Regions from separate parts of the Mus musculus genome. Here region 1 is linked to region 2. Evidence: chromatin contacts called from public Hi-C data. All regions are on one chromosome and are shown on one strand. Each heading gives the region's core, a stretch centred on a gene start, on an enhancer-like site or on the middle of the called end of the contact. The rest is flanking DNA. Distances are from core to core; before and after follow the strand shown.

What was found. Hi-C and Micro-C count contacts between places; a contact is called where the count stands out from the background.
Region 1: a Hi-C map of olfactory sensory neurons shows a contact between it and region 2, with 2.8 times the contacts expected there. The contact joins the enhancer-like site here to the promoter of Emx2 in region 2. A contact is called at or near these places in 1 of 39 promoter capture datasets (liver), 1 of 15 datasets of contacts at CTCF or cohesin (the NIH/3T3 cell line), 15 of 484 Hi-C or Micro-C datasets (cerebral cortex, cortical neurons, fibroblasts and 6 more), 1 of 115 datasets of contacts at active chromatin or transcription factors (embryonic fibroblasts) and 2 of 9 other capture datasets (adipose tissue and pancreatic islet).

The regions. Positions count from the first base shown.
Region 1 is chr19:59,521,356-59,528,772 of GRCm38.p6, reverse strand. All of the region lies in intron 2 of 2700089I24Rik (RIKEN cDNA 2700089I24 gene), which reads right to left. Among named protein-coding and RNA genes, the nearest start is that of 2700089I24Rik, 32 kb to the right of the region's middle. Within about 2 kb of position 5,207, at least 10 of the 459 cell types and tissues checked have an H3K27ac peak or open chromatin away from gene starts, as enhancers often do. A contact at or near this core is called in olfactory sensory neurons, where this site is marked.
Region 2 is chr19:59,453,554-59,461,093 of GRCm38.p6, reverse strand. Emx2 (empty spiracles homeobox 2) reads right to left here and starts at 2,404. Exons shown (of 3, transcript NM_010132.2): 1 at 1,470-2,404. The coding sequence starts at 1,878. It also overlaps Emx2os.

The sequences.
Region 1 (7,417 bases), core at 3,958-6,457, 65 kb before region 2:
CCTACTGTCATATTCTACATCCCAGAGGCCCCATAGCCTGGTCCTCACCACTCTCAGCCAAATACTGAACATTGGCTCACCTTGTGTATGCCAGGAAGACCCACCCAGCATATCAGGAAGGTGTGCAGCCAAAGGCACATTCCGAGTTACATTCTAACTGATGGCACTCCCAGTCATGGCAATGTTTTCACTCAAGCCACTGTGGAAATTTTGTCAGTGTTAGACCAAGAACATTGTTTGGTTCTTAGAATAGGAGGAACGTGACTTGTACTCCTGGTTCCAGAACAACACCCATCTTCAGTGTATTTGAAAGGATGGGGAAAGGAAAGAAATTAACAGGTGGACCAAGGTGGTGATTTCAGATGTCCTTTGAGAAACGGTGACATAGTCCGATGGAGCTGTAAACACCTGCTACCTACAAGGTTAACAGGGCAAAAAAAGTAGGGTCTCTAGTCACAGTGAAAGAACTTTTATTTAAAAAATCATTTTATTATTTTATGTGTATAAGTGTTTTGCCTACATGTGTGCATGTGTATCACATACATGCCTGGTACCCACTGAAGTCAGAAGATACCGATGTTTGTGAGCCACCATGTGGTTGCTGGGACTCAAACCTGAGTTCTCTACAACAGTAACAGGTGCTTTTAACTGCTGAGCCACTCTCTAGGCCTAAAGAAGGAAGAATCCTAAGTCTCAGCCACAGGTGTTCTAACAACACTTACTGAAAGTCCACCTGTGCCAGGCTTCCTGTCCACTGTACCACACATGGCTGTTCCTTACACATCCTGGAGACACAGACTAGCATGACATGTACCTTCTACATAAAAACAAAACACAGGTTCAGAGTGCTTGGGTGCTTGCTCTTGAGCACACATAGCCAGTCTTAGGTATGGCTAGAAGCTGTGCCAGGCACTGCGCCGGTGCCCTTCCTGGGGGGGTTCCTCCTGTTAGTTACCATGGCATTGAGGACCAGGCTCTGAGGAACAGATCATTATTTTTGACCTGGGATCTCTAAGGGCCTCAAAGGTTAGGTGCTCTGCTCTTTTAATTACTCATTCAGCTGACAAAAGTCACCCTCATTAATCAGGCTCTTGAAGGAAAGAGGAAGGCAGGGATAGGACCTCTGCTGTGTCTTTGCAATGTAGTTGATGAACCTTCCAGAATTCCTCGTGGTCTCTTTTCTTTCTTGCCTTCTGCTCCACCTGACTAAGGTGCCACTTCTCCTCACTCACCCCTGCAGATGAGAACTGCCCCTGGCATGCAGCCTGGCCCAATTGCTTAGTTGGGGCTTGGCTTCTGCATATTCACATTCTTGCCTAAAATGGAGTGAATTCCTTGGCAGCATTCAGACTCAGTGAAGTATAGCTGGATCTCCTTTCCAACCTCTACCTTTCTTCCCTACACCAGTCCCCTCTTGGAGTAGAGGGTTGGTCCTCTACCACTACAGAGCTTGAGCTGAGAAGCCCAGGTAGCTACAGGCAGATGTTAGTAGTCTTCCTACCTATTACCTCATTCCCACTGAATAGGTCTTCATCCTAAAGGAAGACATGAGCTCTCAGGCCCACTTTGGGAGCTCTCCAAGAGGTTGAGATGAACCTGAGGCACAAAGGGAAACTGAGGAAAAGTTGGAGCTACTTCTGGGTGTGCCCAGATATGAATATGGTCATTGCAATAATAATACTGGATTATTGGGATGATATCCTCATTCAATACAAGAATGATATGCACCAAAGCTATCCACCCATCCCTGGCTTCCAAGTCCCCATCCCCTTCATTCTTCTAGAACCCATGCTTCTGGAATGGCTTCTTACACCCACCTAGAAGGGTACCCCAATAACCTCAGAATAGTTTGAGGATTAGTTGAAAGCCTTCTCTGACAAGCATACAGCCAAGGTACCATGATATCAAGGTATCATGATAGCCATGATTTTCATTTCCGTGAAGCAGTGAGGGCACAGAGGTGGCAAGTGGGACTAACCAAGATCGCCAAGCAGCAGCTGAGATGCACCACTCCTGCAAGCCACTAGGGTGGCTGTGAGCATCCCAGTGATCCCATACACCCACTTCCAACATCACGAAGCTCATAATGCTCAGGTTGGCTCGTCCCCGTAACTCTGCTGGTAGCCAATGGAGGACGTCCCTAGACTACTAGACCAAGAGGAGGAAGACTAGTTGCATAAGAGCACTTCCCAGTACTTTAAAGACAGGAATAGATCCAGGAGTCCTCGAAAGAACAAGATGTGGGCCCACTATGACCTTGGAGCACCTGTGAGTTTTTCTTGCCCATTTATCCCACACAAAGCAATATCTTTTCCAACTACACCCTTCAAACAACCCCACCAAATCCTTCAACCAGACACCAAACCCCTTGAATCACTAAGAGGAGTGGCCTGCTACACCTCAGCCACTCCTGATGCCAGAGTCCCTTTGTCTCATGTCTGCATCTCTTCAAAGCCTTGGTTCACATTTTCTAACCCTGTGTGAACCCAGCTGCCCTGTGAGACCTCATCACCCTACTTCATCCTTCCCTGGTGATTGCTGCCTACTCAAACCCAAGCACCGTAAATGACTTCTAACCTGTCAGGAAGAAACACTCCTCCTTGGAAATATGAAAAACATATTCACACTTGACCTCTGACCATGAAAAATAGGAAGCCGCTGTGTGTCCATCTGGAGGGGACTGTTCTGCAGAAGGTGGAGGAACCAGCCCATGTAGTGTAATAGTGTATGGCAAGTGAATGGAATGAATGATGAGTATTTATGACTACAATGACCATCCTTGGTGGGAAGGACCAGAGGATCTTAAGTTAGTCTTGTAGTGCTCAAGTTTGTTAACAAATCACACATTTGTGAAGTAACTGATCATATTTTGATGTTCTCTGAACGTCCCCATCTCTTGCTTCAACAACAGAAGCTCTGTGTTTAGTTTTTATCGGTTCTTGGTTACAGGGTCTTATCAGAGAGGAAAGAGGTGGCACTAGTATTTAGGAGAGTTTTTCTTCTGGCTTTCTCCCACATAAGCTTTCTCTCAGGTTCAGTATGAAGGCATACTGAGTGTGGTTCACAGGCATCATGATCCCTCCCCAGCAGCCTGCAAACTTATTAACCCCGAGGACGTTTTGTGTTCCTAGTGGTATCTTATGTAGCATCCCTTCTAATAAAGGGGTGGAACCAGCAACAGTGGATAGTACAGCCACAGTGATAGAGGTGGCTATCCCTTACTAGGACAGTGCTAAGAAAAACAGGACAGTCCGGGACAGTGTAATCCCAAGAGCTGTGGAGCCCCCAGTTGATTAGGAGGATAGTCCAAACCACAGCAAAATCAAGGCAATAGAGGGACATATGCCTGGAGCCTTGTGAAGAAAGAAAGACCTTAGTGACACCCCCAGTCACCAGTTATCAGCTCTGGTGAGTGTCTATGGAGTCCTGTTGGTGTGAAACAGGGGGAAGAGGGGAGGAGGGAATGAATGAAAGGCTTTATGACCTTCTGACATAGACATGGTCTATGAGGCACAGCATGGCACTTGTCCACAGATGCACTCAGTAACTACTGAGGGAAGGGACTGTCCTTTGCTTCCCATGAGAACAGCCCCACTCAGAAAGTTTGGCGCTCTTTGATCTGTAATCACAAGGAGAGGCAAGTACCTAGCTGAATATCATTCCTGCCATGTCACCTCCGCTCTGTCTAGCCTCATGCTTTCCTCAATGCTTCTTTCCTACCATGGCTCTTGCCACAGGCTTCCTTACAGTCCAGTGGGCAGCATGTCCGTGTGGTCATCTGCTCATGTCCTCCCCTTACCTCCTGCTCTCCATTCAACTCTACTGGGGTTTTAAGACCTGCCACCAGCTGTGTTTTTTGAACACATACCTCAGGGACTTCCAGGTCTCTGGGGGGAGACCACTGTTCAAACACCTCAGAATATAGATCATTAAAATTGTGTACATGATGATAGGTCACCAGGGAGCCCAAATGCTACTATAATTTGGATTGAACTCTGAAATGGATCGTGCAGGGTGTAAGAGGAGGAAGACAGGTTAGTATGTCTCCAGAATGTAATTTTTTATGTATGTAACTGAAAGCATTTTTTTCTTCTTTATGGGGCTTGTGAGTTAGGATGCAAAGTCTCCTACCCACCTATGGGACCACCCCAGAAAAGGGAGGCAATTAAATGCCTATGCCCATGAGTCTTCCAAAGGCAGGTGTGTTGGGAGCCAGAAGAAAAATCTAATTGCCCCCCATATTTCTTGTTGTGACTAGTATTTTAGTTAGGATCCCTAGCACATTTTGGAGTCTATGATGAATAGACACATAGACACATAAAGTAAGAAAATTTCCTGTCTTTGGAGTAAACCCGCAAACATAGAGAGATGATTATTTATAAATACAAAACTTCCCTAAATCCAACCTAATACATCTCTTCTCAACTTCCTAATCGTGATGCTGGCTCTGTCTGAGAAAGAAGTGACCTGCCCCAAATCACACAGCAGTTGGACGGCACAGCCTCCATTTTGGTTTGGTTCAGCACTTTCTACTGTACACTTTGAAATGTTTGGCACCTCCTGAAGGGCTTTCCTCATATTTTCCTGTTTTCTACTATCACAAGTTTGGAGACCTCTTTCCACCCCTGACTTTGCCACCATTTTCTCAAGTGTGCCAAAGCTGCTCACTTGAAAGCATGGGCTAAAGATAATCCCATATAATTTTTAATTACAGATCATCATTTAAGATGTATAATTTTGTAAGTCTAACAGTGATTAACTACATTAGGGATTTTGGTGACACGCGTCACAATTAAGTGTTTTTGGTGTTGAGCCAATTAAGGGTTAACAGGCAGCAAATACCATCTTTGCACATTTTTGCTTAATGAATTCTTAGTGGGAAAGTATTCTCATTAGGTTAATTTGTCAACACAATCAAGTTACATCACCAGGCTTTTTCTCTACGCTCACAAACGTGGCTGCCTTTGTATGGTGGTGCGCACTTTTGCATTTGATGGCTGCTCCTGAAACCCAACACTGTTCCACAAAGAAGGAGGCAGCAGGGAGACCTTCAGGCCTCAGTGATCCTTCGCATCTTTTCGACATAGCCATGTTTATGTCGTTTTCGGGAGCTCTCTGGGGCTTTCTGTCTGTATTTCCTTAGTACGTTGTCATGCCAGAGAGTAAAACACGCATCTGTGTACTGGCAGAGGGAGGGCCACAGCCCCTAGGATGGGCTTGATGGCCGCAGGGAAAACTCTGCTCCCCAACCACTCAGCCAGAGAGGGAGGGCAGCTTATTTCTCTGCGCACTGAAAAACACGAAGCTTCCCTCCTTCCTTCTCATCCGTCTGGCTATGGCCCTGGCAGAGGAGCAAATATCCTGTCTACACACTAATTGGTCTATTTAGTGAAGGAATAAACAGCAAGCCTCATTGTCAAGCCTCTTTTAAAAAGAAAAAAATATTCTCCACTCAGATCTGAGGGACCATGTTGCTCAGTCTTAGCTGCTTCCAAGGCAAGTACTCAGATTGTTTTCATAGGGAGCGCCGATAACCTCCATGTCCGATGGGAACTATGTGGCGAAGCCACCTGTGCACAAAACTTTGCACCCACTGGGAAAATTCTGGAAGTAAGGGTTGGGGAGAGGGCTTAGTGAGCGACACACTTGATGCTCGAGAATGAGGACCTAAGTTCAAGTCCCCAGAACCCACATAAAGGAGATGCAGTAACCAATATCTGTAATTCCTATAATTAGATGGGAGCTGGAGACAGGAGTTCTGGAAGCTTGGAAGCCAGCTAGCCTAGAAACATCAAGGGACTCTATCTCAAATGAGCTAGAAATCAAGGACAAATACCTGAGGTTGCTCTCTGCCCTCTACATACACACTATGACACGCACACAACTGTGTGTGTGTACACACACATGTGCACATGCTAAATTAAAGTTACTATTGCTATGATGAAACACCATGACTAAAAGCACCTTGGAAAAGAAAGGGCTTATTTTGCTTACATTTCCATAACACCACTCATCACTGAAGTCAAGACAGGAACTCAAACAAAGCAAGAACCTGGAGGCAGGAGCTGATACAGAGGCTGCTTGCTGACTTGATCCCTATGGCTTGCTCAGGACCCAGGACCACCAGCCCATGAATAGCACTACCCTCAATGGGTTGAGTTCTCTCCTATTAATCAGTAATTAAGAAAATGCCCTACAAGGCTTGCCTACAGCTTGATCTTACTCTATAAGTACATTTTAATTGAGGCTCCCTCCTCTCTGATGGCTTTATCTTGTGTCAAGTTGACATAAAACTAGCTAGCACGTGATCTGGTCTGGGCTTGCATTTGGTTTTCATTTAACTAAGTAGCCGTTTCCAAAGGTCACCACACGCCTGCTCACCACACGCAGGCTCACCACACGCCTGCGAAGTACAGGAAGTTGGGAAAGGGCATCTGAGAGAGTCGCGCTCCGCTCATTCCACACAAATGGAGTCAGCACTCTCCAGACGCACAGCTCCTTGCTGGGGATCAGGATGGGGAGACAAACCAGCTAGTCCCCACTCCCAAGTATCTCTGTGTTATCCCTAAGCTCCGAAAGAATTTCTGAAAATGTAGGGAAGTGATGAGCAGTGAAGAGCCTCCCTCAGAGCAATGATGGGCTATTAACACAAGGATGGTCAGGGATGCCTTTCTAGGGGAGAAGAGCAAGCTGCTAGGTCAAGCGGCAGATGTGGCATGCTGTCCTCTGCTAAGATGTAGCTGGTGACAGCTCCAGCTACCACTGTGACTCTGTTGTTGCTGAACCATCCTGTTGTTGGTAGTTGGGACTGTGAAGAGGCCATGAACCCCAGAGCTGTAGATGGAAGTGACAATCAGCCTTGGGTAGGTAGTTAAATATGCCAGAAGACTGAGGTGTAGAGCAGAATCTGTCCTCACCCCAGGACCTTGCTCTACACAGAGAATCCTGCTTTGGGCTCTTCCCTCCTTGAGTGTCTCCCTCTGCAGAGTGCAGAAAAAAACATTGAACATCCCAACTTCCCCTTCTGGATGTGCATTGGAAGGAATACTCATGTATCTGGCTTCCCTTTCTCCAAGTATCCCATGGCATGTAAAGTTGGCATATTTAGTGTACTGTTTAGAAAAGTGTGACTGACTTCTCATGAGTTATCAGCAGTTAACTGAGAAGTAGTAGCATTGATGTCCCCAGAGCTTAAATGCTGCATTGACCTTGGGGACCACACAGGTCATGTGACATGTATGCTACTGACTCCTTCACTTTGATGACTTAAATCTAAGTATCTCAACCAATGTCTTAAATCTAATTCTACAATGCCAACAAGAACCCTGAAGCTAATGTCCCCTATGATGGACCACATGTGTACAGTGCCTCTGGAAGCCAGAAGAAGGTTAAATCCCTAGGCCTAGAGTTATAGACA
Region 2 (7,540 bases), core at 1,155-3,654:
CCGGGACAGAAATCTCGAGGCAAGTATGCCCAGTGTCTAAGGCCGTTGCTTCCAGAGTACCCGGTTCTAGAGGTCCCTGGTTGCAGAGAGCTAGGAGAGGAGAGTGAAGGGACTGGAGCCTCGCGGGGATCGAGTTGAGGGTACTCGCCGAGATGGTCGGGCGAAGATCCAAGCTGTCCGTGATATGGCCAGGCGACCAAGAATGGGACTGGCAAAGAATGGGGAAGCTGAGCTCTAAACTTTGAAAGCTAGGCTTGGGTATTTTGGCTTCCCGTATTAAAGGAAGTGAATGTATTTACCACCACCACCACCCAAAAACAGCCGGTAGTCTCAGCGGGAGTGAAGGCAAATTCAGTGCTGAGCTAAGGGAAAAGGTGTTTTACTTTGGTTTGGGTTTTTGTTTATTTGTTTGTTTTGTTGGGGTGTTTTAAAATAATATATAAATATATAAAATGGCGAGCTGGCATACACCCGAGTCTAGACTGACAGGAATGCGAAGTGTTATTGAATGGAAAAGCCCGTCGTTATCGATCGCGCCCGGCGGAGGTAGGTCTTTTATGGACTGCAGTCGGCAAACTAATTCGAACCCTTTTCCTAAAGTTTTAACTTTCTTACCAACCCCAACCCAGAAGCATACAAAATTACTAAATCGGGGAAAAAAATGAAGATATCCAAACAGATCTTCCCTTGTCGGGCCTTCTCTCGACTGGATTTTCTCTTTTCTTTTCTTAAATTTCTTTCTTAATTTCTTTCTTTCTTTCTTTCTCTCAGGAAGAACAAAAACAAAAACAAAAATCAGCAACCAAAGACCAAACGGAACCCGACTTCCCGCCACGTCCAGCGGGTGCCCGGGTTAAACAGGTCGCTGAGAGAACTAGTGGAGCTGTGGAGGTTTCTATTCGCTCTCTTCCCGCCCCTCCCTGGGCCTCCAGAGCAGGAGGAAGGAAACAGTTTGCTCTGAGGTTTCCAAGGTCTCCTTGTCTCCTTAAAGGGGTTGAAGACCTAGAAGTTGCGGGTCTGGGCTGGGGGGACATAGAGTGAGTGTAGAGCAGAGTTGAAGTCCAGTGAACCTGGCCATGTGGCCCTGTCCGAGTCCCTGAGTGATAGACCGGCCGGGAACACGGTCCAGGGAAACAGGATTCAAAGACCTCGCGGGCTCAGAGCTTCTTGACAGCGGGCTTCGTCGCCCAGCATCGTGTCCCAGCCAGCCCGACCCCGGCCCGAACCACGGGACACCTCGTTTGCACCCTTTTACAAAGGGTCAAGGAGTGGGCAAGCCAGTAACCCAAACGAGCTTCAGAGACTGGGGACCAAAGCCTCTCGGGCCCCTAGCTGCCCAGTTTCAGAACCAAGAACCCGGGCTGACCTCCGCCCGTCCAGGCCTCGAGGAGCGCCCACCCGGAGCAGGCCGGGCGCAATGAAGGAGGCGACCGGAGCGGCGTGCTTCAGTTCCGCGACGTGGCACGTACCTTGGAAGCGATGACCCAGATATCGGTAGCGGTGGATGAGCCAGGGGTAGAAGGTGGACGGGTCCCGCTGCTGCGAGGCGAAGAGGGGGTGTGGCGAATGCGAGGAGGGCAGGGGGTGGGCGGCCAGGGCGTGCGGCGGCGGCACCGGGTGCACCGGCACGGCGGGGTTGGGCGGGTGCGAGACCGCCTCGGCGAACACCAAGTCCGGGTTGGAGTAGACGCCCCTGCCGGCGGCGGCGGCGGCGGCGGCCGAGTGGAAGCCGTTGAGGAACGGATTTATGGGACTGGAATTGGCGTAGCTGAGTGCCGCGGGACGGATGGGATCCTCGGAGCGCGAGGCAGGCAGGGGACTGTCCTTGGCCACCAGCGACTCGATGGTGAAGCAGCGCTTGGGCGCCGGCTGAAACATGCTGCGCCGAGGAGCGGGCGCGCTGGGCTCCCTGCTCCCGGCGACCGCGGCGCGCTGCCTCCGCCGCCCGCTGCCCGCGGCGAGGACCGAGGAGAATGGGGGACTCGTTTGTTTGGGGTGGGGGTGGGGGTAAGGAAAGGAAGGAAGGAAGAAAGGAAAGGAAAAAGGAAAGGAGGGGGAGGGGGAGGAGAGGCAAAGCCGAAGATCCCGAGAATCTTGCACCAAACGCGCCCAACCTGGAGAGAGGGGGGAAAATCCTTCCAGAAGAATTTGCAGGCGTGGATTGGGGTAATATTTTTTTGAGCGAGGTGGCGTGGGGGGGGGGGAGATTGGAGTTAGAGGCAGGGAGGGGGTTTTCGGGGAGGCAAAAAAAAAGTTTTCTCTCCTTTGCAAAAGGCGGGCAGGGCGCCCTAAGTCCAAGGACAATCCATGGAAGTGTTCGCTTCTTCACTAGTAGTGCAAACGATTTGTTAGTTCATGAGCCTAATTAGTGCGGGGATCACATAAACAGCTTCCTCCGAAGCCTGGTAAATGGCTTGATGATTGGTCGCTATTACTCGCCCTGAGGTGGAAGGGGGGAGACTCTTTAAAGTGCGTCAGAGGGAGGCGAACGCCTGGGAACCCGGAGGCCTGGATCCGGGCCCAGAATGGAACGGAGTCGGCGCTACTGCCCCGGCTGTGCCTCCAGCCGCCCGCCCGGCCGCCGACCTCTTGGTGTCTTCGCCCTGCGCTCCGGGCTAGCTCCCTCGCTCCTGCGGCGCCCGCTGCGGCTTCTCTCCTCCTCCTTCGCCTCCTCCGCTTCCCTCTTCTCCTCCTCTTCCTCGTTCCTCTCCTCCTCCTCTTCCTCCTCCTCCTCTTTCCCCCTCCTCCTCCCCCTCAGCCACCGCCTCCTACTGCACCCACACCACTCCCACCGGGGCACCCGGGTCCCTGCAGAGTCTCGGGGCTGCGCTGCCTTTGCTGCGGACCCCTGGATCCTAAGCCTGCGGCGCTGGAGCTGATGGGACTGAATCACGGACGGACACGCAGATTTCTTCACACCCTAAGCTCCGCTGCGGTTGTCCCCTGGAGGCCCGCGCCCGGGTCACTGAGATGGCTTCGGGCGCCCGGCGAGGGTAAGCGGGCGGGGACTGGTTCCGGGCAAGGGCTAACCCGCTTCACTCCTACCAATCCCCACCCCCAGCAAAACTCCCGAGGTTTCCTAGGCGCTCGAGGGGGGGGGTCCTCCCACCCCTCCAACCAAGCGTAGCTTCGAGGTTCCAGGGTCCACGCGTTTGCAGTCTTTGACCCGGCTGGTTCGTTTTTTTAAGTTCAAACCTGAGGGGCCAGCTGCGCCTGTACCGTGGCAGTGGACTTCCAGCTTGCACCCAAGAGTTTCTGCTTATCCTTTCTGGAGGGTGGTCACTTCTGTCCCCAAAACAGCTCTTTCTGGGAAATGTGGGGTTATTTGGGAAAGGAGTCTTGGGTCCTAGGTCAGAAGCTGAAGTTATGACTGTGTTATCGTTCCATTGTCCTTAGTGGCGTTGACACTGTTCCCATTATTGCTATTATTACTGTACCTATTTTTATTCTGACATCTGTTGTCCCAGGGCTGGGTTGCTCTACAAATCCAGGTTTCGCAACCTGGCACTTAGGATTGTGTCTCCGGTCCTAGGCCCTGTCCGCATTTTCGAGCTTGCCTTCGGTTTTGGGATGATTTTAGGGCCGACTTCTCTCGTCCCCATTGGCTCACGCTGAGGCATAATTATGATCACATCCCCCCAGCCTGCTGGCGCTGCTCTCTGTTTATTGGTGGTTAAAGATCTATTATCTATTCATCAGCCGCCTCCCCCCCCCCACACACACACCCTTTGCCAATTACATTCTTCTAAAGTGAAGTACCAGCAGGTATTTTACAATTAATGATAATTTTTTTCTGGCGTCCTTTAAATCTGTTACTCCCAGGTCGAAGCCATTTATCCTAAGAGGGATAAAATATCTGTGCTTGGTGGCTAGGTTGCCTGAGACCCGGGAGAAGCAGATCTGGAGAAGACAGACGTGAAGTCCTCTAGAGGGACTATGAAAGCCACCTGATTCCACCAAGGGTCTGGGTCTTAGGACGCTCCAGGTAGTCCCGGCAATAATAATAATAAGGAGAGGTCTCCTGTTTGGTTTCTTGGGGTTTTTTTTTTGTTTTGATTTTTTTGTTGTTGTTTTGTTTTTCCTCTACTGCTGTTCAGGTTGTGTGCGTTTCTTGTATAGCGTTCATGTGAGAAGGCAGAAGCTCAAGGGAGCCCCTAGGTAGAATGGGAGTTGAGAAAAGTGTTTCCACCTCAGCTTTGCTCTCCTCGTGGTATAAATCTGCCCTTGCCTTAGACTTCAGATCATTTCACCTTCTATTCTAGATGGCCTTCTTTCTTTGTCCCTTTTTGGGGGCAAGTTCAGAGATTATGGGCATTAGATTCAGCCCTATAAAAAAGGGTATGCATTTGAGGCCACATTCTCCTCATTCCTGAACCAGACCCCAAATATAGCTGAGAAATCTCTCCCTAGTTTCATCTGGGTTGTGGAAATAGAGGCTGTGCCTCTGAAGACTGGAGCCCAAAGAAGGGCGGAAGTCTTGGGCCATGCCTAGTCAAGCAAGATTCAGAGGAGCTAGGGCTTCTAGAAACAAACGCTAGAAACAAACGCTTCCACTTGGTCACACTGCAGATACTCTGGAGGAGGGTGAGAAGGTGAGTCTTGTCTTGAATGGGTCTGCAATGCTGTGACTACAAATTAGGACCACTAAACTCTTCACTCAGAACCAAATACCTCCCCCAGCATTAGCATCATTAGCATTAGTACGCTTGGCTGTGGGTATCACAGCCATTGACTTTGAGCGGCAAGGAATCCAGACCTGTTTGGAAGATTTGATTGAAACTCCCATATGTTGGTGGGACTTACTTGATCCCTCACCTCTCTGTACCAGGGTGTACTGGGGAAATGTCTTGAGGGAATGAGCACCTAGCTTCAGACAAGGGCCTCCAGTCTCTTGCATGAGGCAGGGGCATATCACCAGTTTCATGATCCTCAGCAAGCCACCAGCCTCTTGCAAAGTTCCCTTCTACCATTAGATTGCCGACCCGAGGTGGTCTCTGGGTGCCCTGCAGGTAGCCAGTGCTCAAGAGCAGCAGGAGCATTTGGCAGTCAAGTACATGAACCCAAGGAGGCTCTGCCCCTTCTCGCTCAACCTCCACTGAAGAAGAAAAGCGGGTTTCCGGTGAGTCAGGCTGGGTGCAGAAGCCATAGATGCCAAATAATCTATGCTAATTCATGCTCCCAGCCCAGAGGTGCCCCGGAAGAATCTGGTCTCCTCAGCGTGTAGAGGAATTAACTAGAGAGTAACTTATTAACCACACTGACCAGCAGAGGCGCACCAGGGCTCCGGGCATTCAAGTCCAGCTTGAGACCCAGAGCTCATAGATGGCCTAGCAGAATTCTAGTCCTAGGTTCCTTAAGGACCCAAGAAGCCACTGTTTGGTTAAGTACCTGTACACACAGCTGGGCTGATTCTCTTTGCCCAGTGTGCACTCCAAGTCACTGGGGGATTGGGCACCATGGTTTTTGCAGAGGACTAGAAGACACATGTGAATGTTCTAATAATGCATTTGTCTCTTACTGAAAGACCAGCGTCAACACCTCAGTCTCTCCTGACCTCATTTTGTCATATGTAAAAATGCAGCCCGTACAGTCTAGAAAGCAGACAGGAGCAGTGGCCATTGAGTTTCTGTATGGCCGTATGATCAAACAGTTATTTAGTGGAGTAAAGGTAATTACAGACCCCGTTTTCAAAGCTGTACAGTACGAAGTGTGAATTTTACTATTTGTAGTTATACCTAATAAAACTACCCCACCCCCAGTACATTGGTAGCTTTACTGTGTGACCTTGGGCAAGCTAAGCTATCCTCTTTGATTCTTTTTCCTCTTCCTCCAAATGGGAATAAACAATAATACAATAAATAGCATTTGGGATTGTTGCAAGAGATTGGCAAAGCAAACTGTTCAGACAGTGTCTAGCACATATGGAACCTTAATAAAAGCCAGCTCCTCTCGTGGATGTTGCTGTTATTATGTGCCTCCAGCCAGGGCATCACAGACCGAACAATAATGCTGTAAAAAGGCATCCACAGTAACCTCACCCCTGCCTGCCGTGTTCCTCTGTGCTTCCCGTAGGAGGTGCTGGATTCTTGAATCTCTACAGGTATCAAAGGGTAGTGATCTCTGAGGATCTGTGATAACCATGGGCTTTGAGTATCCTGCAAAGCCTCTGTTTACAGAGAAGCAGTGCCCTCAACTCTGCTTGTGGGGTTGCTAGGCCCCAGAGCTATCTTGGGTGGGTGGATAGCATCAAGCAACTCTAACGGATAGAACTTCCTGGGACAACTAGATGTGTATCACAAATGTCTGAATAAATGTGTTAGAAGTTGTTGAGGTTGGGTGAGCTTAGCTCATTTTTAGTGTTCTGTACATTTTCGTCATTGCTAGGCTGGTGTTTGGACCCTGTAGTGTCCCAGAGTAGTGAACCTCACTGTATACCACCAGTGGCCCTCAGGCTTGTGTCAGATGTCCTGAGAAGGCCCACTCTAGCTCTGGCTGCGAAGTTTCTCCAACTCTGTAATTGTGATCCCAGTCTCCCCGGCCTCTGAAAGCTACAGCGGCTGTGGGAAAACGAAAAAAGAGAATTAAGACCTTAAAAACATTTTTTAAAATTATCACGGTAAATCCCTTTCTGGCGTTGTCCCCAGAGTTCTCTCGCGGAGTAGGCAGGGATGCCCAGGGCCGCGATCCGCGTGTGTGCAGCGGCGCCTAGTGGCGAGGGATTCGAGAAGGCGCGATGCCCTCTGAGCTCCCTGAGAGTGCAAGGGGTTGCAGACCACTGCCACCAATCTCAGTCTGAACCAGAGGAGAACCTCTGAGGAGGTTCATGGGACTTGACCTTGCTTCCCACCTGTCCCCATCGGCTTCAACTCAATTCACCCTCACTGGAATTTCCCCTTCTCTGGGAGCCAGGCTTTCTTCTAAAGGGAGCAAGGAGGAATGGATAGGATACACTCTAACAAGGACGTGGTGACGGGGACTATCTAGGCAAGGGAGATAGCTAGTTACTGCGCAAGGCGAACACAGCTCCATGACTAAGTACCCGGATATCGTTGCTTAATCACTGTGACTTAAAGGAATGGACTTGTAGTGACCCTGACTGAATGGGGTCGGGAAGAACTTGGGTTGCCAGGTTCAGCTCTCCTAGATGTATGCCCCCTTGCGACGGGGAAGAACGGGGGTGGGTCCTTGATTATTGTGCAGGTGAAGAGTATCTCACTAAATGCAAATCCACAAGACTAAGGGGCAGCGTTGGGGCTATGGTGACATGTCCTGCCACCAGACACTCACGGACTTCATCTTTCACGGAGCAACCGAGCTCTTCTCTTGAGGTGAAGCAGTAGAATCCGCATAGAATTGATGGAAGCCTGGATGGTATGAAGAGGGCTTGAGCATTACTGTCAGCCTTACTGCTCAAAGGACAGACTTAGGGGGTGGTACGAACTCTGGAGAGAGCATCTCTCCCGGATCATGGCTTCTGCTGCGCCGAGTGACTTGCAGGAAAGATGCATTGCCTGTGAGTTTCTGGATTTCTGGAAGCCAA